Regions from separate parts of the Mus musculus genome. Here all the other regions are linked to region 2. Evidence: chromatin contacts called from public HiChIP or PLAC-seq and promoter capture Hi-C data. All regions are on one chromosome and are shown on one strand. Each heading gives the region's core, a stretch centred on a gene start, on an enhancer-like site or on the middle of the called end of the contact. The rest is flanking DNA. Distances are from core to core; before and after follow the strand shown. Region 1 holds the start of Trim37 (tripartite motif-containing 37). Region 2 holds the start of Msi2 (musashi RNA-binding protein 2). Region 3 holds the start of Tex14 (testis expressed gene 14). Region 4 overlaps Rnf43 (ring finger protein 43).

The links. Promoter capture Hi-C pulls out the DNA fragments that hold promoters and counts their contacts. HiChIP or PLAC-seq counts read pairs in DNA pulled down with a chosen protein or histone mark.
Region 1: a promoter capture Hi-C map of pre-B cells shows a contact between it and region 2, with 3 times the contacts expected there. The contact joins the promoter of Trim37 here to the promoter of Msi2 in region 2. A contact is called at or near these places in 2 of 39 promoter capture datasets (liver and pre-B cells).
Region 3: an H3K27ac HiChIP or PLAC-seq map of thymic regulatory T cells shows a contact between it and region 2, with 9 times the contacts expected there. The contact joins the promoter of Tex14 here to the promoter of Msi2 in region 2. A contact is called at or near these places in 2 of 39 promoter capture datasets (liver and pre-B cells) and 1 of 115 datasets of contacts at active chromatin or transcription factors (thymic regulatory T cells).
Region 4: a contact with region 2 is called in a promoter capture Hi-C map of liver, with 2.5 times the contacts expected there. The contact joins the enhancer-like site here to the promoter of Msi2 in region 2. A contact is called at or near these places in 3 of 39 promoter capture datasets (the 3T3-L1 cell line, hippocampal neurons and liver) and 3 of 115 datasets of contacts at active chromatin or transcription factors (extraembryonic endoderm stem cells, large pre-B cells and thymic regulatory T cells).

The regions. Positions count from the first base shown.
Region 1 is chr11:87,124,805-87,130,088 of GRCm38.p6, reverse strand. Trim37 (tripartite motif-containing 37) reads right to left here and starts at 3,014. Exons shown (of 24, transcript NM_197987.2): 1 at 2,595-3,014; 2 at 272-373. The coding sequence starts at 2,615.
Region 2 is chr11:88,714,439-88,720,277 of GRCm38.p6, reverse strand. Msi2 (musashi RNA-binding protein 2) reads left to right here and starts at 2,049. Exons shown (of 14, transcript NM_054043.3): 1 at 2,049-2,249; 2 at 2,533-2,573; 3 at 2,907-2,988; 4 at 3,684-3,768. The coding sequence starts at 2,188. It overlaps C030037D09Rik (RIKEN cDNA C030037D09 gene), which reads right to left and starts at 1,635. Exons shown (of 4, transcript NR_038058.1): 1 at 1,261-1,635.
Region 3 is chr11:87,400,766-87,406,500 of GRCm38.p6, reverse strand. Tex14 (testis expressed gene 14) reads right to left here and starts at 1,436. Exons shown (of 31, transcript NM_031386.2): 1 at 1,331-1,436. Rad51c (RAD51 paralog C) reads left to right here and starts at 1,995. Exons shown (of 9, transcript NM_053269.4): 1 at 1,995-2,197; 2 at 3,645-3,903; 3 at 4,945-5,111. The coding sequence starts at 2,080.
Region 4 is chr11:87,687,014-87,692,711 of GRCm38.p6, reverse strand. All of the region lies in intron 2 of Rnf43 (ring finger protein 43), which reads right to left. Among named protein-coding and RNA genes, the nearest start is that of 1110028F11Rik, 9.7 kb to the left of the region's middle. Within about 2 kb of position 3,026, at least 87 of the 459 cell types and tissues checked have an H3K27ac peak or open chromatin away from gene starts, as enhancers often do. A contact at or near this core is called in liver, where this site is marked.

The sequences.
Region 1 (5,284 bases), core at 1,765-4,264, 1.6 Mb after region 2:
AAAAAGGGGAGGGCATGGTTAATACTTACAGTGAAGCATATATAAACCAAATACACACGGTATGATGGAGCCCTCTTTAGTCTCAGCACTCAGGAGGGAGGCAGAGGCAAGTGGATCTCTGTAAGGCTGAGGTCAACCTGATCTGCAGAGTGAGTTCCAAGCCAGCCAGAGCTACACTGTAAAACCTGTCTCTCAAAAAAAAAAAAAAAAAAAAGAGAAAAAGATTAATAACAAAAAAACCTGAATATACATAAAAAGAAATACAACTTACCCTAATACAGCTGAAACAACAGAGCTTGGAGCAATGAGGACACAGTCGAGCATCCCGCAATTTCTCCATACAAATGAAACATCGGAAAACCTCAGCAATGCTCTGAAAACAAAAGAGATAAGGGTCCCAGATTACACTGAAGAACATGACATAAAAAGACTTCATGCAAGGCCAGGCATGATGGTGACCGACTTTAATTCCAGCATTCAGGAGGCAATGGCAGGCGATCTCTATCAGTCTGAGACTATACATGACGAGTCCCAGGCAAGCCAGTAAGACCCTGTCTCAAGAAAAAGAAAAAGAAAAAAAAGGAAAAGAAGAAGAAAACAATTCACTTAACATTTATACTTACTTGGTACTAATAATGCTCAGTTTTAACTATACTCCCTGTCAGAACTTGATTAGTCAGAACATCTGGAAAACATGCTTGTCTTTTAATAAGCCTGATGATTCCAAGAAAAACAAACAGACTAAGAAAGTGGCTTAAACGATGGAGCGCTTGCCTTGAAAGCATAAGGGTCTGAGAACCCCAGAATTCAGGTACAATCCAGGATGGTGTTGCATGCCATCCCAGCTATGACACGACAGGGGCACACACAGGCAGATCCCTGGAAGCCCACTGCCAACTAGCCTGGCTAACTGGTGAGGTTCCAGGCCAGTGAGACCCTGTCTCAAACAAAAGGTGGAATGTAATGACCAATGACCTGGGTATGTGTAACAGACACACGCAAGCACACAGACACACACATACTCACTCTGATACACATCAAAAAAAAAAAATGAAACCATGAAATGCAAAGAGAAACTTTATGTAGAAATATTCTTACTGAGGGGGTACTTATAATAAAAGTAAGAATGTGATTACAGCCCTTACAGACAAATACTAAGTAAATTATGCCAAATACAGCATGCAGAAATACTTATAGTAGAAAACTGTGTATGTGTGTATCAGTAAGAAATGGAAGAAAGATTGCATGACTAAATACACAATGACAACTTTTTACTTCTGTGATTTCCACAATGGAGATGAACTACTTTTGTAATTAAGGGATGGAATTTGTTTTTAAGAGACAGTTTCACTATGTAGCTCAGGCCAGCCTGAAACACCTTGTGCTCACTATCTTGGCCTAGAAATCAGAGATCTGCCTGCTTCTGCTTCCCAAGGGCTGGGATTAAAGTATGCATCACTGAGTCCAGACATGAGCAAATTTTTAAGAAGATATACTGGAACGGGCAAGGTGGCTCAGCATTGCCAAAGGCTCCTACCACCAAACCTGAAGACCTGACTTCTATCCCAGGAATCCCACATGGTAAAAGGAGAAGCAACTCCAAGTTGTCCTGACCTCCACGCCGGCACATCAATGCACACCCATGCACACACTAAATAAACAAACATTTGTAAAGATATCGTGATTAGAGGCAAACTAATTCAGAATCTGAATTTCTGTCCTGATGTAATCAACTAATTATGTGAGCCTGAAAATCTGCAGCCACTATAAATGCGAGTGTCCCTATTGACATTAAGTTAATAACTAAAAAAAAATTGAAAACAGGGAAGTTTACCCACGTCTATTTTTACTCCATTCCAGAAAAATTAAACCCTCCTAAAACCAAGAAAAGTTTACAAAACCTTCACACAACTTTCACAAGAGCAATTAAGTAGAAAATTACTGATGGTCATAACTGCAAGACCAGGTCCTGAGAGATGCGGACTCTTAACTGGCTTTGGGAAGACAATAAAACCATGGGGGTGAACTGGGTTAATCTCAAGAGCAATGCTCAGTAAGTTATCCCTTATTTTTAAAAAGCAAAAATCATGTAGTACTTTAGTCTCTGAACGGTTCACGCCCCCCAGCCCCCAAGCAATCGTTTTGATGATTCTAGCCTTTATGGAAATACCCCAATCATGAAATCATCTTACAAGAATCAATGCTGGAAACTACTAGTCTTTAAGTCAGTCGAGTGTGAGAGAGGTGTGTGTGTCCTACAAAATGAACCGCTGAGGGTGAAAAAAATGTTTAATCATGCAGAGCAAGTCGTGGCGAGAAAGCAGGGCAAGTCCTTCCGATGAATTTGCAATTTTGCTCTAGAAAGGCTCAGCCTGCAAACAGCGACGAGAGCAGGTGCCAAGGCATCGCTGGAGCTCCGCAGCACCTGACTGCGGAACAGATTCAGCACCGGGCATGCTGAGGGCTGGAAGCACTACCGCCGGGCCAGCCTCCCTCTCCGCGACTCGCAGAGGCTGCCTCCCACAGGGAGGGCGAGCGCATGGGGCCCCGGATAGAAAAGGAGCCCAGCCGCCACCCTCCGTGATGCCCCTCACCTCCACACTCTGCTCATCCATTGCCTCCGGCTCTCGGCGGGGCCCTCGGCGACCCTCGGAGTCCGTGTCTGCGCTGTCAGGCGCCGGCCCGAGGTCGCCAGGTCAGCTGCGCTCACCTCAGCAGGCTCCCACAACAGTGCCACCTCCGCGCCCCATCCCGTCGGGTTCCCCACCGGCTACCCCGCATTTCGCCATTTTTTTTTATCCGCGCGCCAGCCCTGGGGCGGAGAGGGAAGGGCTAGCGGTAGCCGCAACGCCTTCCTCCCGCCTCAGCAGCTGGCCTGCGTCCGCGTGGGAGCCCTGGCCCACGTGACGCCGGCGCGCGCGTGTGAAAACCGCCGCGGGGCCCGTCCGGGGCGGAACAGGCGCCACAGAGAATTCGCAAACACCAACGGTAACCAGGGCAGCTAGAGGCGCGGCAACGGGGCGGACGCGATGCGCACGCGCACTCGGCGTTGCGGGAGGGGAGGGGAGGGGCGGGGCGGAGCGGGGCGGGAGGAGAGGCGGGCGCCCGGTTCCCGCGGTGCGCGCAGCACACGAGACTTGGAGAGGCGGTGCCGCGGGGAGGCGTGTCGGGCGTCGGCGCGGTGCCCTTCGCCTCGCAGATTTTACCGCCAGTGATGTAGGCTCCTTGGTGCGTCCTAATTGGAAGAAGCCACGCTCCCGAGTATTAGGAAGGGACGGAGAGTCTTATTTGCGTTCCCATTGTTTGTGGGTCACCTAAGGAGACCCTGGAGCCGGGAACTCTTGCTTGGTTAGTGTTTGCTTTCCGCCTCTGGGAGGAAACGCAGACTTTAAGCTTTAAAAAAAAAAAAAAAAAAAAAAAAACTTAGTCCCCCTCCATAGTAAATGCATTTGAAAGCTCCAATTGTAATGGACCGGCGATTTCTCTTGACCTGTTATTTTGAGACAAGGTTTCTTTAGTTCATGATAGACTGGACGTATAGTGAAGTCTCCAAGCTTCCTGGAAGTAAGGATTGCAGGGGAGAGGTACCACGTCTTCTCATTTTGGTGAGACAATTGGATCCACATCCCACCGACTAAGGCTTTCTTGCAGCTTGAGTTGTTTTTGCTATGGGGACTAACAAAGAGTCTAGGGAATCGCTTCTAAATTCCTTCCAGAAGAGACCAGTTAGGGTGCAGAAATTGAGGGTATGTGAGACAAAAGGCGTTGGTCAAATACTTAAATCTTAATTCTTCTCTTAAGCTTATTACAAAGTTATTTATGAACCCAATCCAGAGAATTGATAATCTAGAAAGAATCTTTTCGTTACTAGCAACATTTTTTAAAAATTATATGAACTATAAACAAGATTTATGGAGGTAGGACGGATGGCCCAGAGGTTAAGAATACTTGCTACTCCGGGGGAGGACCACTCTCTAACCCTGCCTTTGGTCTCCAGCCTATACTCCAACTCCATTCTGCCCACCTAAAACACCCACACTCACATGCACATATATTAATATAACCCAAAATAATCTACACACACATAATTTAATTAAGTAGAGATAGAATATGCTTTCACAAGCTGGGCATGGTGGAGCACTCGTTTAGTCCCAGCATTTGGGGGACAGAGGCAGGTGGAGTTCCAGGACAATCAGGGATACACAATGACACCGTGTATTGAAAAACCAAAAGCAAAAAAGGCTTTCATTTCAAACCACTTATGGTCTTTGAACTAGATGCAGGCTGATAGTTGCAGAATAATTTTACTAACGTGTCCTGAATTGTACCTTTTTGCTGATGTTCCCATGTCACCTGCACTGACCTAGAACTTGCTATAAAGCATATGCCAGCCTTCAACTCCCTCCTTAGCCTCTTCAGTGCTAGGATATACATAGGTATGCCACCACATTCTATTTACACTTTAAAATTTAATCTATACCTAAAAATTTGTGGAGGCCGGGTGTGGTGGTACATGTCTTTAGCTTTTAATCATAGCCTTTCATGACCAGGCAGAAACCATCTCCAGAATAGCCTGGTCTACTTAGTGAGTTCAAAGCCAGCCTGGGCTAAGTCGCCAGACTAAAAAAACAATCAAAAGTTTGTGGGAAATATTATGGCATTTGGAATTCTCAACAATATGGAGAAACCTTTGCCCTGTAGTATAACAGATGATAACAGTAGCCTATAGATTATGGTATATTTGCCATATATACCCAAAATGTTTAAGGAACTAGTTATCAGGCTAGTTCATAATAGTAGAAAATAAAAGAAATCTGTAATTAGTTAGAGGTCTTTGTTAAAAAATAGGCATACAGTGCTTAAATTGGTAGTTGGCTAAGTAAGGGTTAAAGGTCCTTTGTCAGCTCGTGGGTGAGGGAGTCTGCTAGCACTGGAGAGCTTGAAACAGAAGATTGAGAACTTGAAGAAAGCCAACCAGAGCCCTAGCCCAAGACCATGTCTCACAAAAACAGCACTTAGGGGCTGACTTTGCTCTGCCCTTTGCCACAAGACACATCCCCCAAAATGCTATTACTTTTATAATGACTCAGATTATCAATAAGAAACTAAACAAAATCATGATATAGCCATACAGTAGTTACAAGTGTTAAAAAGGATGTTAAATGTATAATGTATGTCATGAAATCATATAAAATGAAAATTTTAAATGCTACAGTATAATGTATGCTTACCTGTTTTGTTTTTTTCTAAAGAAAAATTCTATGTGAATATGTATAGAAATGAA
Region 2 (5,839 bases), core at 800-3,299:
TATTCAAGGAAGGAGCCGGGTAAAGAAAGGCCTTTCTAGCTCTGATGATCTGTGGTTCTGCGGTAAAAATCCAAAATATAATCCAATTAGCTGTGTTGCCTGTACTTTGTGATTGAGAATAATCGCAAAAAAACAATTACCATCATAAAAACATGCAGCTCTTTAACACATGGGAACCCAGATGATTCAAAAATCAGTTTGTTTGGAGTGTTGGGAAACAGCAGGGTTTGTGGTCTGAAGTCTTATGAAGTGCCTTCTAAAAATCATATTCACAATTTATAATAAACACAGTCCATGTAAGTACACAATTTTAAAAAGGGACTTTGACATTGTTACATTGTTCACTACAAATGCTCCGCCCATCCATGCTGTCAGAGAGGCACTACCCCAGTTTAGGGGACAGAGAGATTGACAGTCTGACCACTCAAAAGCTTTGGCTGTGTTGAGATTTTTCCAAATGTCTCCAAACCCACAATGGACACGGCATAGTTTTGGTGATGAGTGAATTCCATTGTCTCCTAATCCTATGAAAATTAATGGGAAAGTGTTAATTGTGCATCAATGCATGCTTAACATTAACCCAGGGATTTGATGAACCACAACTTTATGTTGCCCCTCATGCCATATTAACTTGGTTTATTGTAATAATTTAAAACAATAAGGATAATTGTATCCGTACTGTTTTAAATACTCCATAAATTGAATACAGCCTGAATCTGGCCAGCCTGGAATACGAAGTGTGCGATTCCCCCGGGAAGCTACAGTCACCAATCCTTTGGAGTTTACACTTTGCCAGGGGAGAAAGGGAACTTTTACCAAACACCTACTAAGTGTCAGAATCTGTGAGGCTCCTAGTTCCAAAAACTAGGGGTAAGGTGCTTTGTTATCTCCAAGACCTACCGCAGGTCTTGGGAGATAGAGAGCCATTTCACTCCTGGCGCTTACACTCTTTACAGAGGAAGCCCTAGTAACTTTAAACATAAATAAATTAGATAACGGATGAATGGTCGAGGGATTTTCTGAAATAAGCACCTATCTTAACCACCCTCGGGATACTCCCAAACTGCTACTCAATCTCCATGAACATTTGCTTTGAACCCCAATCATTTGACCTTGACCCCTACAAGCCCACTTTATTATATTTTCAAATCGCGGTCTGAGTAAGGCGCAAGCCCTGTCTGGTTGCTTCCTCGCCCCCTGTTATCTATCGCGTCAGTTTCTCAAAGTTCCGAAATAACCTTCGCGGGCACGGCTCCGTACCTCTGGCGGGGAAGGGCGGGGAGCCGTGCAGGACGTGCCAGTGTGGAGCGGGAGCCAGAGAACTTGCCGCGCGAAGGGAAAATAAAACTTGTGGCTGGTGTTCGTGCAGGAGGGTCTCCTCCATCCGCAAGCCCCCCAGATCCCGGGGTTCTCGAGGACTGCCCTGGGAGCGCAGGGTGTGGGTGTGCTCCCGGCGTCCTTGACCTAAATTTCCGCGCGGTGGCTGGAAACGGGGGCACAGAGGCAGGGAGGGCGGCGGGTGCCACCTCCGAATCGGGCGCAGGGCCCCAGGAACTTGAATGAATAGTCCGAACTAGGGGGGCCCGGGGGCGCTGCCGCCTCCCGGCCCAGCGAACAGCCCGGGCCGAGCTCCCCGCGCCTCCCCCTCCCCCACACCCAGCCCATGTGATCTGAGCCGACTCGGGGTGCGCTTCCCGTCTCCCCGCCTGCTTGGCGTGGCCAACCCCCCCACTCGAGTCGCGGGGCTCGCGCGCCGCCCCTGATGGGTCCCGCTGCCGCGGGGGGCCGAGCGTGTGCGCGCGCGGACAGGCGGGGGACCGAACGGGGTGCGTGACGTCACCGCATTGGTTACACGACGTTCTAGAACTCCGCCCCACGTGCGCGGGGAGGAGGGGGAGGAGGAGGAGGAGATGGGGGTGGGGAGGAGGAGGGGGAGAGGTGGGGATGGGCCGGGGGGGCGGGGACGGGGGGTGTGCGAGGCGGCGGGGCTGAGCTGAGCCGAGCCCACGTGTGACGGGCTCTCGCCGCTGGCCCGGCTCGGCGCTCGCGGAGCTTCGCAGCCGCCGGGCGGGGGGAGGAGGCGGGGGAGGAGGGACGGAGATCTGGGGCTCGGAGCCGGCCGCCGCTGCGCTCCGCTTCGCTGTGGGGCTCGGTGTGTCGGGGGTGGGGGGGCGGGGGGGCTCCGCTATGGAGGCAAATGGGAGCCCAGGCACCTCGGGCAGCGCCAACGACTCCCAGCACGACCCCGGGTAAGTTTCCAGCCGCTGCCCACCGCGCCGCCGCGGGCTCGTTCGGGGCTGTGCGGGCGACGGTGCGGAGCGGGGCATTCGCGCGCCCCCCGCGCCCCCGCGCGCACCCTTGGGGCACTCGCGCACCTTGGGGTGGCGTGGGGCCGCCACCTTCTCCCCCAGCCCACCTCCAGGCTCGCGCTCGCCCGCTCCCCCCCAGCTTTCCTTTTAGCTTTTGTAAGTTACACGTCAAAATGGCCGATCTGACATCGGTGCTCACTTCGGTTATGTTTTCTCCCTCTAGTAAAATGTTTATCGGTGGACTGAGCTGGCAGACCTCACCAGGTAAGGGAGGGAGGGGGGGACGCCTGGGTCCCCCCCTTCTTGGCTTCTTTATTGCTCTTTGTTATCCCAGTGTAAGAGCCCCCCCACCCCGCCATTGGCTCCCCACTTCTCCTGTGCAAGGTTATTTTTTTAAATAGCAAATCCTTTCCGAGCCCTCTACGCGACCTCTGTTGCTGAATTTCCCCCTCGTGTGCAAAAATATTGCAAAAACAAAACAGAATAACAACAGAAAACTACTTTTGCTTTTTGTCCTTGATCAAAAAATTGCATTGCTCCCCCCTCCACACCTTCTCCCACCCCCCCATCTCTCTCTCTCTCCCTCTCTCTCTACAGATAGCCTTAGAGACTATTTTAGCAAATTTGGAGAAATTAGAGAATGTATGGTCATGAGAGATCCCACAACGAAACGCTCCAGGTAACGCATTCCCTTCTCGATTTTGCCTTTATTTTAGAACAAAGTTTTAGTTTTATTTTTGGAGGTGTCTTCGGAAGTAGCTAAGCGGATTTAGAATGGGGCTCAGGCGCGTGGCTGGTTGGAACGTCGCTCCCCCCCCCCATAACCCCAAAGGTTATTGTTAATTAGGGCCGAACTCTGGATTCAGAGACGCCCATCTCTCCCGCTTGAAGTCATTTTCCTGTCGCTTCTTGTTCTCTTGTTTAAAATGACATTCAGTTCACCCACTTTCCACATAGTTTTTTTTTTTTTTTTAATTTAAAAATTTGAATGTATGCCTTCTGCACACTCCCAAACTCTGAAGTCCCCTCTTTGGGAGGTGAATGAATATCTTAGTGTCCGTTTTCCTTCGGAATAAAACAAAGCCTTAAGAAAGGGAAGAGGAGGAGAGGAAACTGAGGCGGCCAGAGTGGAGACACCAGCATTTTCCAAGTTACCTCCAGCCGCCCTGCCCCCTCGTCCCGCTTCCCCCACTAACCTTGGTATTTTTACCTCTTGAGGCAGAGGGCTGTGGGTTAGAGGAGAATAGAGGGAGCTGGTGGGGATGGGGGGTGCGTGGGGGCAACATTCGCATCCTAGTCTACATATAGGGTCTCCTTGTTGCGCTCAGTAGTGTCACATTTTGTTTGTTTTTCTCCCTCTTTGTCTCCTTCCAGAGGCTTCGGTTTCGTCACCTTCGCAGACCCAGCAAGTGTAGATAAAGTATTAGGTCAGCCCCACCATGAGTTAGATTCCAAGACGGTAGGTTGCTTTTTTTTTTTTTTTCTAAATAGTTGTTGTTTGCCCCTTTTCAGTACCGGTCTGGGCATTGACAGCCCTGTTTAAAGGGACAGCGCCTTCTTTTGCTTCTGTGCTAGAACTGGGTACTTTTAAACAGCTAGCGAGTTGGCTCAGAAGTTTGCTGCGGTGGCTGGTTTTGGGGGTTTCCTTTTTAGTGTCTGTCCCATTGCAGCTTCAGACGCTGCCAAGCCAAGGTTGGGGGGAGGGGGGTCGGCTCCCTGAGAGGGCAGCCTCCCGCCAAGGGACCTTGCAAAGAAACTCCAATGCAGAGTAAATGGAACTTTCTTTGTCAGCCGAGCACAGCCTGTGGCATTGGGATTGGCTTGTAGAAGGAAGGCACAGCCTGCTTCCTGGCGGAGGAGGCAGGGGTGGGGCCAATGGGAGGGGGCGCTCATCTTAGGTCCAGGCAACAGGTTTCACTGGGACTCCTAGTGATTTGAGCTGTGGTTTGAGAAAGGAAGAGAGATACAGGCAGAGGCAATTGGGCATCCAGTGGGTTTACTCCAGATGGCAAATTGAAAGCTGATAAACCTTGGATTTCAAAGTGAATCTCCCCCCCCCCCCTTTCTCAGGTCTTTCATTTGTGTGTGGGTACTTTTACAGCATTTGAAGTTTTTAAAATTCAGAGTTTAGAGGCGAAAGTCCTTACGTGGAGGTCAGAGAGAATAAGGGGCGGGGGGGGGGGGATGTCAGTCTGGAATAATAAATGCAATGATGGGGAGTTCCCTATGGTTTGCTTAGCTCCTGGGCTGGCTTCCTGCCTCTCCTCCTTTCCCCGTTTGCTTACCAGAATTTCACCGGGATTTTTAAAAAAATATATTTATTTATTTATTTGTACCCCTGCTTAAGGCGGAGGCCTCAAGGTGATATGTGGCTTTGGCTGGCTGCATAGGATGCTTCTGTTCTGGTGCGAGCTTTTGAGGGTGAGGCAGCTGCCCACTGTAAACTTGACCCTCAGTCCCCTGTTCTGTCAAGTCAGCAGAAAGCAAGGGTCTTCCAAGCCCTTTCGACTTTTTAACTCTTGAGTGGAGGAAAAGAGAGCAGGGTAACCTTTGGCGCACTTGAATTGATTTTGCAAACTCACCCTCTTGTTTATGATCAAGGAGGTCAGGTGTTGACCTTACCCCCCAAGAAAAGACCTCAGGCGCTTAAGGCACTTTTTAATTGTCCTAGACATGTCAGAGCTTGCAGCCTAGCCTGTTCGTGCTGTCAGATCATTTAATATCAGGAACGATCATTCGTAAGGTGATAAGGAATGTCTGAACAGTTTATTATTACTATTTTTTTTCTCCCTTGACTTCTTCGCTTAGCCGCTTAAGCTTTCGCAGGAAAAATTCAAAGCTGATCTGTCTGGCTCATCCACACCTTTTGCCTGGGTGGGAGACCTGGAGTTTTGAATTAAAGGGTGCTGGCTGGTCAGATCTTTCCCTATCCTCACTGCTGGGCCTTGGGCTTCTCCACCCTTGTTTTGTAGACATGTTTTGGTTGCTGTTACTTAGTATAACCTAGCTTTTGACTTTGTTTCAACGTTCAGTGCAGGAGGCAGAGCAGAAGCGGTTGGTTTATTGACATGGAAAGGAGGATCTTGTTTACTGTGCCCTTAAAAGCTTTGTTTAGGTAAAGGCCATTCGCATCCAAAATAGTACCCTAGTGTTTTCTAGAGGACTCTAGAGCCAGTACTAGCGCTGTACCTAAGTAACTAATGTTTTAATTTTGGGTAGTATCTCTCTCTCTCTCTCTCTCTCTCTCTCTCTCTCTCTCTCTCTCTCTCTCTCTCTCTCTCTCGTTGACTAGGATGTGCAAAAGGTTGGGATTTGCCTTCTTGCCTTGCCACTTCCTAGGCCTTGGAGGTCTCAGTGTGGAAAACTTTGCACGTGGGAGAGCCCTGATCTCAGGGTACATTCTGATGTCACCACCACACACATACAGTGCAGTCTCAAATTGGCGTTTGGTTTTGTAATTTTACTTTTTTTTTTTTTTTAATCTTAGTACTTTATTTTCTTCCCTGTACTTTTCTCACCCCCCCCCCAAG
Region 3 (5,735 bases), core at 187-2,686, 1.3 Mb after region 2:
TGCACATTTAAGAGCTGTGACATTCTCTACACTGTTCAAAATGTCGCCACCTTCCTTAGTACTTGAATGACTGATTTGGAGTATTTAAAGCTTCAATTCCTGAATAAAAGTCCAGGCTAAGAATCACTGGCAGGGAGGGGAAAGGTAGTACAGCAGGTAAAGGGCCTGGTTGCCAAGCCTGACAGCCTCAATTCCATCTGTCCCCAATACCACATGGGGGAAGCCGAGAACCAATTTCTCTCACCTCCAGTCTAGTAATGTGGCCTGTGTGTCACACACAAACACAAAAGAAATGTAATAATAAAGAGTCGTTGCTTTAGCTGAGCATTGGTGGCACTGACCTTTCTTTTGTTTTGGGGGTGGGGGGTTCCAGACGGGGTTTCTCTGTGTAGCCCTGGCTGACCTCAAACTCAGAAATCCACCTGCCTCTGCCTCCCAAGGGCTGGGATTAAAGGCGTGCACCACCACTGCCCGGCTTTTTTTGGGGGTAGGGGGTGGGGGTGGGGAGGTCGCTGGCCTTTCTAATCCCAGTACTCAGGAGGCAGAGGCAGATGAATCTCTGTGACTTCGAGGAGAGCCTGCTCTACAGAGTCAGTTTTGGGAGAGCCACGAAAGAAACCTACACAAAGAGGTTGTCTTGAAAACCCACAAGTTAAAAAAAGAAAAGAAAAGAACCCGGTGTGGTGTCGCACACCTTTGATCCCAGCACTCAAGAGGCAGAGGCAGGCAGATTTCTGAGTTCGAGGCCAGCCTGATCTACAGAGTGAGTTTCAGGACAGCCAGGGCTACATAGAGAAACCCTGTATCGAAAAACCAAAAAGAAAAGAAAAAAAGAAAGAAGAAGTTGTTGTCAATAAGTAGTGCAAAAGCAGGGAGAGTCGCGTATTCCTATATCCCATAATTTAGAAAGTTTAGATGCTGTCTTCAAAAAAAATGCTAGATTTTTTTTTTTTTTTGAAATGTGAGGTAGGTATGACACACTTTTTTTGGTTTTGTTTTGTAGCTCTGGCTGTCCTGAAACTCACTCTGTAGACCATGCTGTCCTCGAACTCAGAAATCCGCCTGCCTCTGCCTCCCGACTGCTGGGATTAAAGGCGTGCTGCCACCACTGCCCGGCACGACACACTTTTTTTTTATATCATCTTCCGTATTTCTTGGGCCTTTAAAGCCACCTTCCAAACTGCCAATCTCCCCAAAAGTTCTGATGTGGAAGCAGTCACTCCCGCTCCGTCAACATCCCCGGTCAACTCTACTAAAGAGGTCCAGCTCCTCCCTCGGGACACCAGAGGCCCAGGCTAGACCACGAGACGACAAGGACACGATAGCTTACTTTTCCAGCTACTTCTTACTCTAGGCAGGCCTGCCGACATGAATGCTCAGAAACCGCCACACTCTGAGGGAGCTCCGGAGTCCCGGGGTCACCCACCGGAAGCTGTGCGTGCGTGCGTGAGCGGGCGAGTGCGTGGACGCGCGCGTGGGCGCCAACCACTCCCTACCGCAGCCCCCCAAAGTGGGAGGCTGGCCCACAATCCCCCGCGAGGGCGGGAAAAGCAAGGGGTCGCCTGGCAAGGGTCAGGGGACACACAACAGACCTCCTACAAGGGTTTTTTGAATTTTTCACAGCAGGAAACTGCCAACTGGTCAGTTTCTGGTTGCTGCGTCTACTACAACTTCCATCCAGGAGGATGGATTCTTGAGGAACCCGTGAAAGAGGGCAGAGCATGGTGAGGAAATATGCTGTACAGGGTTCACTTGGCCTGGCTACCGTCTCCGCGTCTCCGGCCTCTTTTTTTGTTTTTGTGTTCACTGTCAGGCTATATCCGAAACGTGACTCGGACGAGTGAAACTAGAAGACAACCTTACATGAAACCAGTGTGTGGGATTTCCTCAGCAGCAGCAAGGCCTCGTGAGTCTAGGCCGCGCGAGCCCCGCCCCTTACGCCGCGCGTGTGACGTCACGCCACTGACCCTCCCCCGCGGGAGGGCGGGGTTTGGGTTTCCAGCGCTTTCGCGCCTCTTGCTCTACGTCACTGCGTGCGTAGCCGCCGAGCTCTCAAAAAAAAAAAAAAAAAAAAAAAAAATGCAGCGGGAGTTGGTGGGTTATCCGCTGTCTCCAGCGGTGCGCGGGAAGCTGGTGGCTGCGGGGTTTCAGACGGCGGAGGACGTCCTAGAGGTGAAGCCCTCCGAGCTCAGCAAAGGTAACGACTCCCAGCTGCCAGCTGATGCACCGCGGCCGCTTGGCGCCGCCTCCGTCTTCGTTCCGCCGCCTCCGCCAAGCCGATCTTTTGACACCGCTGAAATTCTCTTGAGCTTGGAACTGTGTGGAGCAACGTTTACTGATTGCTTTCTCCGTGCTCGCTGGATGCTTTGAGGAGTGCCTCACTTAATGGTTTAAGGAAGGCTCCTCTTGGACCAGGGTGTCCAATCTGTAGATGAAAGAACCGACTTCTCATCTTGAGGTTTCATGATAAACTGGGTTGGGAAACAATCACAAGCCATGTAATTCTCCTTGGTCAAAGATCCTGGGGGGCGGGGGGGGGGAATTGAAGTTGAAAAATAAAGGATTAGAGAAGGACTAGAGATATTTCAGTGAGAAAAGCAATAGAACATTCCCTTAGACCAGGAGAAAGCTCTAGAAAGACGTTCGTGATTCACAGGAATACTGCCTCCCCCCCCCCCCCGCCCTGGCCCCCGACTTTTCTCAGAGTTCTTTAGGTTACAGATAAGTGGGAATCACAACCGGGCAGTGGTGGCGCACGCCTTTAATCCCAGCACTTGGGAGGCAGAGGCAGGTGAATTTCTGAGTTCGAGGCTAGCCTGGTCTACAGAGTGAGTTCTAGGACAGCCAGGGCTACACAGAGAAACCCAGTCTCAAAAAACAAAACAAAAAAACCAAAGTGGGGACCACTGCATCCTTAATGTTCACAAATCCAAACTTCGTTGTAGTCACCCACTGTGCCAGTAATACTATGCACATCTCTTTGATGGTGATCAAAGAGGACAGAATGGAATCTGGTTTGATTTTTGTTTAAGTGTTGTGTATTGAACTCATGGCTTTGCCAATGTTAAACACTACCACAGAGCTATACCCCTAGTCTAATTTTACATCCCAGCGATGATGCTAACAGAGTAGTAGCAGAATGGGTAGAGCACTAACTAGCTATGTATGCCCAAGGCCCTGGTTTTGATTCCCCAACTGCTAAATAACTAAATAATTGGATAATTCATTTCTGTGTTAGACTTTTGTTTGTTTCAAGAAAAGGTTTGGGGGCTGGAGAGATGGCTCAGCGGTTAAGAGCACTGACTGCTCTTCCCGAGGTCCTGCGTTCAATTCCCAGCAACCACATAGTGGCTCACAACCATCTGTAATGGTATCCGATGCCCCCTTCTGGTGTGTCTGAAGACAGCTACATGTACTCACGTATATAAAATAAAAATAAATCTTTTTAAAAAAGAGAGAGAGAGAAAAGGAAAGAAAAAGGTTTCTCAGTGTAGTCCTGACTGTCCTGGAACTCGATCTGTAGACCATGCTGGCCTGCCTGATTTCCTAGTGCTGGCATTAAAGGCATGGGCCCCCATGCCAGGCTCTGAGTTATACTTTTAATTCTCTAATGTCAGGTTTTCTTTTTCTTATTTTATTTATAGAAGTTGGGATATCTAAAGAGGAAGCCTTGGAAACTCTACAAATTCTAAGAAGAGAATGTCTCACAAATAAACCAAGATGTGCCGGTACATCTGTGGCAAACGAGAAGTGCACAGCACTGGAACTTCTCGAGCAAGAGCATACCCAGGGCTTCATAATCACCTTCTGTTCAGCACTCGATAACATTCTTGGGGGTGGAATACCCCTAATGAAGACGACAGAAGTTTGTGGTGTACCAGGTGTTGGAAAAACACAGTTATGGTAAAATAGGACGTTCCCTGCTTACGGGTGGACTTAATGTAACAAACAGAATATTCTGCTGTGAGTTTGTAGTCAGGAAACCAAGAAGCATACAGTACTACTTTGTATGTGTTCACATCAAACAATCAGCTTACCATCATATTATCCAGGATCCCTGTCTTCTTGATGAAGTTTTGATATCAAAAATGTTTCTTTCATAATATTGCCTGGTCACTAAACGTATACACTCCTAATTAATTGGCTTCTGAGATATATTTGTCAGATGTTTTAAAGTTGATTTATATATGATAAAGAAGAGTTCTGAATCATGTTTGGTGACATACTCATAATCTCAACACTCAGGATACGAACGCAGGAGTGCTATGAAATAGAGGATGGGGGCTAGCGAGATGGCTCAGTGGTTAAGAGCACTGACTGCTCTTCTGAAGGTCCTGAGTTCAAATCCCAGCAACCATATGGTGGCTCACAACCACCCAGAATGAAACCGATGCCCTCTTCTGGCAAGTCTAAAGACAGCTACAGCGTACTTATGTATAATAATAAATATAATCTTTAAAAAAAAGAAAAGAAAAGAAATAGAGGATGTTCTGGGCTATATAACAGTTGCTAGACTAGCCAGTGATATAGCAAGACCCTGTCTTCCCCCTCAAAAAAAAAAAGTGTGTCTACTTGGTTATGGCCAACTCCTATAAACAGGACAGTAGGGTTAGAATGGAGACTGAGATAGCAGGATTGGGAGTTGAAGGATCAGCCTGGGCTACATTGCCAGACCGGGACTCAAAGGAGAAAGTAAAGCATTCAGTCCTCAGCAATCTAAAACCCACTACAACTTCCTTAGTTATAGTTCTGTACAACACCTTATCTATTATCTAGGCATCTATTGATCATATGTATTTGGAGCTATGGAGACTTAGACATCTCTTTTGCCTTGGGGTATTTATTTGCATTTAGAAAACTTGATCTAGCTGATGATTATATGCAGTTTACAAGAGACATCTTAACTGGTTATGATAATGATCTGGTCATTTCATTTCGTGGCAGTATGCAATTGGCAGTAGATGTGCAGATTCCAGAATGTTTTGGGGGCGTGGCCGGTGAAGCAGTATTTATTGATACAGAGGGAAGTTTTATGGTTGATAGAGTGGTCAGCCTTGCAACTGCCTGCATTCAGCACCTTCATCTCATAGCAGGAACACACACGGAAGAAGGTAAGTTAAAGACGGTTTGTATGTGTGCATATCTCAGACCTTCGTAAGAGACTGTCCCAAACTAGAAGCATAACTAGTTAATCTCCAATACTTTTGTTGCAAAATGATGTACAGCGCTCTCCCCATAAGCCAGGTCGTGTGTGATCCTTCTGCCTCAGTCTCCAAAATGCTGGAATAATAGACCTGTGTCATACCCAAAGTGGTAGCTATTAACTTTTTTTTTTGAAGATTTATTTATTTTATATATATGAATACACTGTAGCTGTCTTCAGACACACCAGAAGAGGGCATCAGATCCCATTACAGATGGTTGTGAGCCACCATGTGGTTGCTGGGAATTGAGGTCAGGACCTCTGGAAGAGCAGTCAGTGCCCTTATCCACTGAGCCATCTCTCCAGCCCTTTTTTGAAGATTTTAATTAAAAAAAAAATTTTTAGGGACTAGAGAAGAGAACCTGGATCCAATTTTTAGCACCCACATGGCAGCTCACTCCTGTCACTCTGTAACTCCAGTTCTGGGGCTTCTGACGCCCCACACAGACATGCAGGCCCGGCATGAATGCACATATTAAAAGGAAAGTATAAAAACATATTTTAAAGTAAGGGTTGTGTATACATGTGCCCA
Region 4 (5,698 bases), core at 1,777-4,276, 1.0 Mb after region 2:
TGTGTTTTATCTCCGCAAGCAAGACAAAAATCTGTCACAACCAAGTGGTCACTTAGGAAATACTAAAGCCAATCTGTCTTAAGCTTTGTTTGGCTGCTGCCTTGTGATAACAGCAGAAAATGTTGATGCCACAAAGAAGGTAGGAAGTAGCCTAGAGCAGTGACCCTCGACGTGCAGCTCCAGGCCAGCAGCACCAACCCCACCTGGGCATTTTCAGAAAGTTTCAGGCCCTATATCAGACGTGCCTGGCCAGAAACCCTTGAGGGAGGGCTGGACACTGCAAGCCTTCTAAAAGTCCGTGGATACACTGTAAGCCTGTGCAACCGTGACTGGAAGAGGAGAAAACAATTCCTGGTATTTTCTCCACTAAACACAGAAGAAAATCAACCGGAATGGGAAGCCAAAATTCAAGATTGGTCACGTCTCAAAAGGCAGGTTCTGTAGTCGTGAAGAAAATTAGAGGATCCCTCTGTCACCTCCCCACCCTCTGTCACCTCCCCACTGCATTGAGGCTGCAGGTGACCTCAGAATTGACCAGTGCATGGCTGAGCCAGTCAGGGAGCAAGTTTCAGAGCTTCCTTACACAGGTACTGTAGGAAATCTGGGATTCTATAATTGTGCTACATAACTAGGCCCTACCATGTGCTTTCAAATAACCACGCTCCCGTCCACCATGAACAAGTAACAGTGCTGAGCAAACTTGATCCGTTTAGTGCCTGTGCTCTTATAAAGAGATGCACGGGTTTCTTTAAAGATGGAATTGCTGCTTTTTCCATAAAATGGGGAAAATATTAGTTGTCTCAGAGGCCAATCCCTGATGGATGCTGGGTTGTACATTCCCCGACCTCTCTCTCTCTCTCTCTCTCTCTCTCTCTCTCACACACACACACACACACACACACACACACACACACACACACACGAGTTTACTGAATACACCAAAGGCTGTGGGCTGGGCACTAACAAGAACACCTTCAGCAGCTCTGTCTTTTTTATATCCCAGTTCCCTAAAGCGATCTTCAGAATCAGCACAGAAAAATCCAGATGGCGAGAAAACAGACAAACCTCAAATGCAAAATAAATAAGACAACCCAGAAATCTGAGCTAAGAGCAAAGTAAACAACTGAAATAGGAGTCAGATGAGGGGCTCAGGTCTACAGCAGCCTGTGCCTTCCTGGATGAATGTCTCCTGGCTCTCTGTTTTCCTTTAGTTGGGAAGAAGCAAGGCAAATGCTAATCTACTGTCCTGCAGAGGAAGCGTTTAGCTGCTTGCACTTGAGCTTTTGGTAGAAGGAGCAAACCCTGGATCTTTGGTCCTCGGCTTCAGCAATATTCAAGTGAGGTTTTAGTACACATCTATTGAAACCTATGGCCTAGGTTAGGCATCTGGACATGCCGGTAGAGCGCTTACCTAATGTGCAGAAGGGACCTGGGCTTGATTGCCCAGCAGTGAAGAAAGCAGACAAGGTGGGTCATGCCTATCATCCCAGAGTTTGGGATGTGGAACAGGAAGATCACAAGTTCAAAATGATCCTTGACTACACAGAAAGTCTGAGGCCTAGGCTGGAGACACTCAAACAACAAACACACACAAACACAATTAGGACACAATCTAAATTCTGCTACTTGGCTTTATCAAATGAATTCTTTCTGCTGACATTAGTCTCTACACATGAACATTTTCAAAGATATCAGAAAAGGATTTCTCTACATCGGGCATGGTAGCTAATACCAATGGTTCCAGTATGTGGGACATTGACAGGAGGATTGCCTTGAATTTAGAGCTACATAGTATATTCCAGACTGGCCTAGGTTACAGAGCAAGACTCTGTCTAAACTGAAAAGATGAGGCCGGGTCAGAGTGTCTTTGGTAATTAAGGTGCTTTGGTAAGTTGTGACTAGATTTTCTGGATCATTGTTAGGGTCCAGAATACCCAGTGGGAAAACAGGTCTCGGAACTCTACTACTCTGCCAAACTCTAGCCCATTCTCTAAAGGTAAGGTTAAGGGGCCGCTGGCGCAGCTCAGCTGATAAGAGTGCTCGCTTAGTAAGAACTAAACCCTGCATCTGTTCACCAGCGCGGCGGCGTACCCTGGGTGTGGTGGGTCACTCCTGTGATCCCCGCGCTGGGAAGGTGGAGGGCAGAGGGTCAGAAGCTCAAGGTCAATCGCAGTCTGGACTATGTGAGACGTGGTTTCAAAAAACAAACACGCAGCTCACAGGCTTAATGATTTCAGTTAAGTGCCCGAGTCACTCAATAGCTCAGCAACTTTCAGTAGAGAAAGGAAGTGAAAGAGAGACTTGAATGAAGCTACATATTTTTTTTTAACATGTTGAAAAATATTTTACTTTTCACAGAATGCCATGGGGTTTCCCCAACAGCCCTGGGTGCATGGCTACTCTCTCACTGTGAGTGCCCATAAAAGCCACTGTACAGCTTACTTGGCACTTACTATAAACTCGGACAGCTTATCTCTCCTCTAGATCTCGTATTGTCTTAAGGTCTCAGTTAGCTGGCACCTCCAGGGCAGGAATGTTTGTTATCTTTGGCTCCAGTCGGGGTGGGGGCTCCATAGCATAGCATTGTACCCTAAACTAGGGTCTGGGGATATTGGGCAATTGTATAGCTAATTGGAGACATCAAATACTCTGAGGACCAAACTCCGCATCAGTGTGGAGCCAAAGGGGCAGAATGAAATGTGAAGGGGGCAGGGGAGAGGAGGTCCCAGAGTTTGCAGACACGAGTGTGGGTGGGAAATGAGAGTTTCGACCTCCTTCCCGGCTGATTGTTCCTGGCCCCACTCCCCACACTTTGCCTTCCCAGGATCAGCCAGGTGCAAGGCAACAGGAAGTCCCATAGTTACTGCTCCAATGCCTGAAGCTTGAAAGGCAGTCATTTGGAGAAGGCTCCATTATATGTTCCTGCATGTCCTGGGTCTTGGTGCTGTGCACAGAATACCACGGCTGCAAAGCCATTGAGGAGGCCAATCCTGGATGCCTGGCTCCTGAGCAAGGGAGATGAAAGGCTTCTTCTAATGTAATAAAGGACGGCCTCTCGGTGCCGTTTGAACTGTTTACAGACTGAGTTAACGATTACAGGCAGTGTGTATCTTGGCCAGGTGCCTGAAATTCTTACCCACCCGTCAGATATTATCAAAGAGCCCTTCCATGCCTGGCTGGAGTCTTTCCAAAGCACCTCACAGAGATGCCGACACAAAAGGAGTGTTCAGAATCTCTCTCTCCTCTCTCTCTCTCTCTCTCTCTCTCTCTCTCTCCCTCCCACTCTTTCTCCCTCTCTCCTTCTTCCCCTCAACTCCCCCCCTTTCCTCTCTTCCCTTTCTCCTGGACCCAAGCGAAATAGTAAAAAATCAGCCATGAATCAGGTGCAGAGGACATTGAATACTGAAGACTGCTTTGGACAGAGGAAAGGGTGAAGGTCTGTTCTGGGTCTAGGAGACTCCGGATTAGGTATAGGTAACAGTCTTTGCAGCCGGGAGCCAGAGGATGGTAGGGTAGACAAATAAGATCCTAGACATGAAACAAAAATCCATACTATGTGATGTGGCAAACAGTTCCTAAGCAAGAGACCTGAAAGAATTGACTACATATAGAAACACCAGACAGAGAAGAGAAAGGGCAATGTACAAGCTGGAAAAGAAATCACCTCGATGCCAGAACAGAATAGGGAACTTAAAAAAAAAAAGTCCAGCCTAGCATTGGTGGTGCCTGCTCAATAATCCTAGTGCTTTGGTGGCTGATTCGGGGTGAGCACTGCAAGGTCATAGCCAGCCTGAGCTACGCAGACAATATCACACCTGGACTATGCAGTAAGATTCCCAATTGAAAAGCCAAACAGGCCTGATGTGGTGGAACCCATTCATAAACACAGCCCTTGCAAGGTGCAGGTAGGTGGAGCCAGGGCACAGGAAGACCTTGCCTCCAAAACAAAACAAAAGGCAATAAAATTAGGAAGAACTAAGATGCCTCTTTCTGGGGATGCGTCCCAGGAGCCTGGATGGCACGCGTCTGGGAGAGTTAGAACCCTGAGTACGAATCACGTGATCAACAGAGATCACGGAAACCAGCTAGTCTATGACAAGAATACCAGACCTATCACCAACATCGGTGGAAAAAGCTTTCTGGGTACACAGACAGCGAAGAACACTCAAACCAGAGAGCACTGAGCCTGCCAAGAGGAAGCTAGAGGATTTTATGACCTATTAAGTACCTGTTGGTCTCTGAATGCATTTGAAAGGGGAATAAATGATAGCCTGCATGGAGGACAGAACTCTCTAAGGTTGCTATGGGAGATGTTAGTTATCACTCACTCCAAAACTTCTTACCTCAGCTCTCTCACATTCTAAGGAGAAATTACCTGATTTTCAAAAAATTTCCATACGTGGAACCATGTGGAAACACAATCCACTAGAAACACAAGTCACGTGAGCCAGAATGGGCTAGCATTGTAATTGTGATGGATGCAGGCACAAGATCTTCAATAAGCTTCCTCACACGGTATGGTGTGCACTTACTGCCCACGGCCTAGAGACCCTACTAGTAAGACAGATCAGTACACAGGAATTCAAAGAGGCCAAGCAGAAAGGCAGGACTTGGGCCAGCGATCCACCAGGGACTGGCAAGGGATTTCAGAGACTAACAACCAAAAGGGCACAGGCGACAGCTACGTCTCCACTAACTGGGCTGCTCCAGATGCATTGGCACCACTGAGACACCAGCTGTGTCTTTGAACTTCAGGACAACTAGGGGAAAAATAGGCCCTTTCATCCTCCCATCCCTTCTCTCCTCTAGAGCTGGGGGGAATCCACGGAGGCACAGTGGCTCCCCTATTTTACAGACATTCCAGACACCGTACCTCGCAAGCTGAAACCCTATCCCAGGTTCTCCAAAGTAGGGCACGGTGCTGCACAGGCAAGAGTAGCAGGAGAAAAACGGAGCTCCTTATCAGCTTTCCATAGAATGGCTTTGCTTGGACAGGTTGGCAGTATATAGAAATAGATAAGCCACACTAATTTCCTTCTTCACGAGATTGCCACCACAGCCTCGTTCTGCCATCAGTAACAAGCAAACCCAGCAAATATTAATCAGGATCTTTAGTTACTCTGGGGAAACAATAGAAGGTAATGGCTTAGCAAAAGCCAGAAAGTGTGACAGCAGTCCCTGTCTATCCAAAGACTAAAGAAAGAGAGCATGGTCAGTTGAGGCAGTCTGGGGTAATGGTAAGTTTCCTACTTTGAAACACACACAAATTGCACATGCTGTGCCAGATGCCAGATCTAGCTCTGCACTGAGATGCATTTGAGCAACAGCTCTGAAGCAACCTCACTTCATCAAGGACAGTTTATCACTGCATACACTCGAGCGTCAAGGACAGTTTATCACTGCATACACTCGAGCTTCTATAGATGGTCAGAATTCCATGCTAAGTAAATCTATTATGGCAATAAAATCAGAAATCTATAAAACCCCATAGTTTGAGAGATGTTCTTCTGAAAGAAAGATTATGTAACACCTCATGTCAAAGATCTAGTGTTAAACTCAAAAGAAAGAAAGAAAGAAAGAGCCGGGCAGTGGTGGCGCACACCTTTAATCCCAGTACTTGGGAGGCAGAGGCAGGTGGATTTCTGAGTTCCAGGCCAGCCTGGTCTACAGAGTGAGTTCCAGGACAGCCAGGGCTACA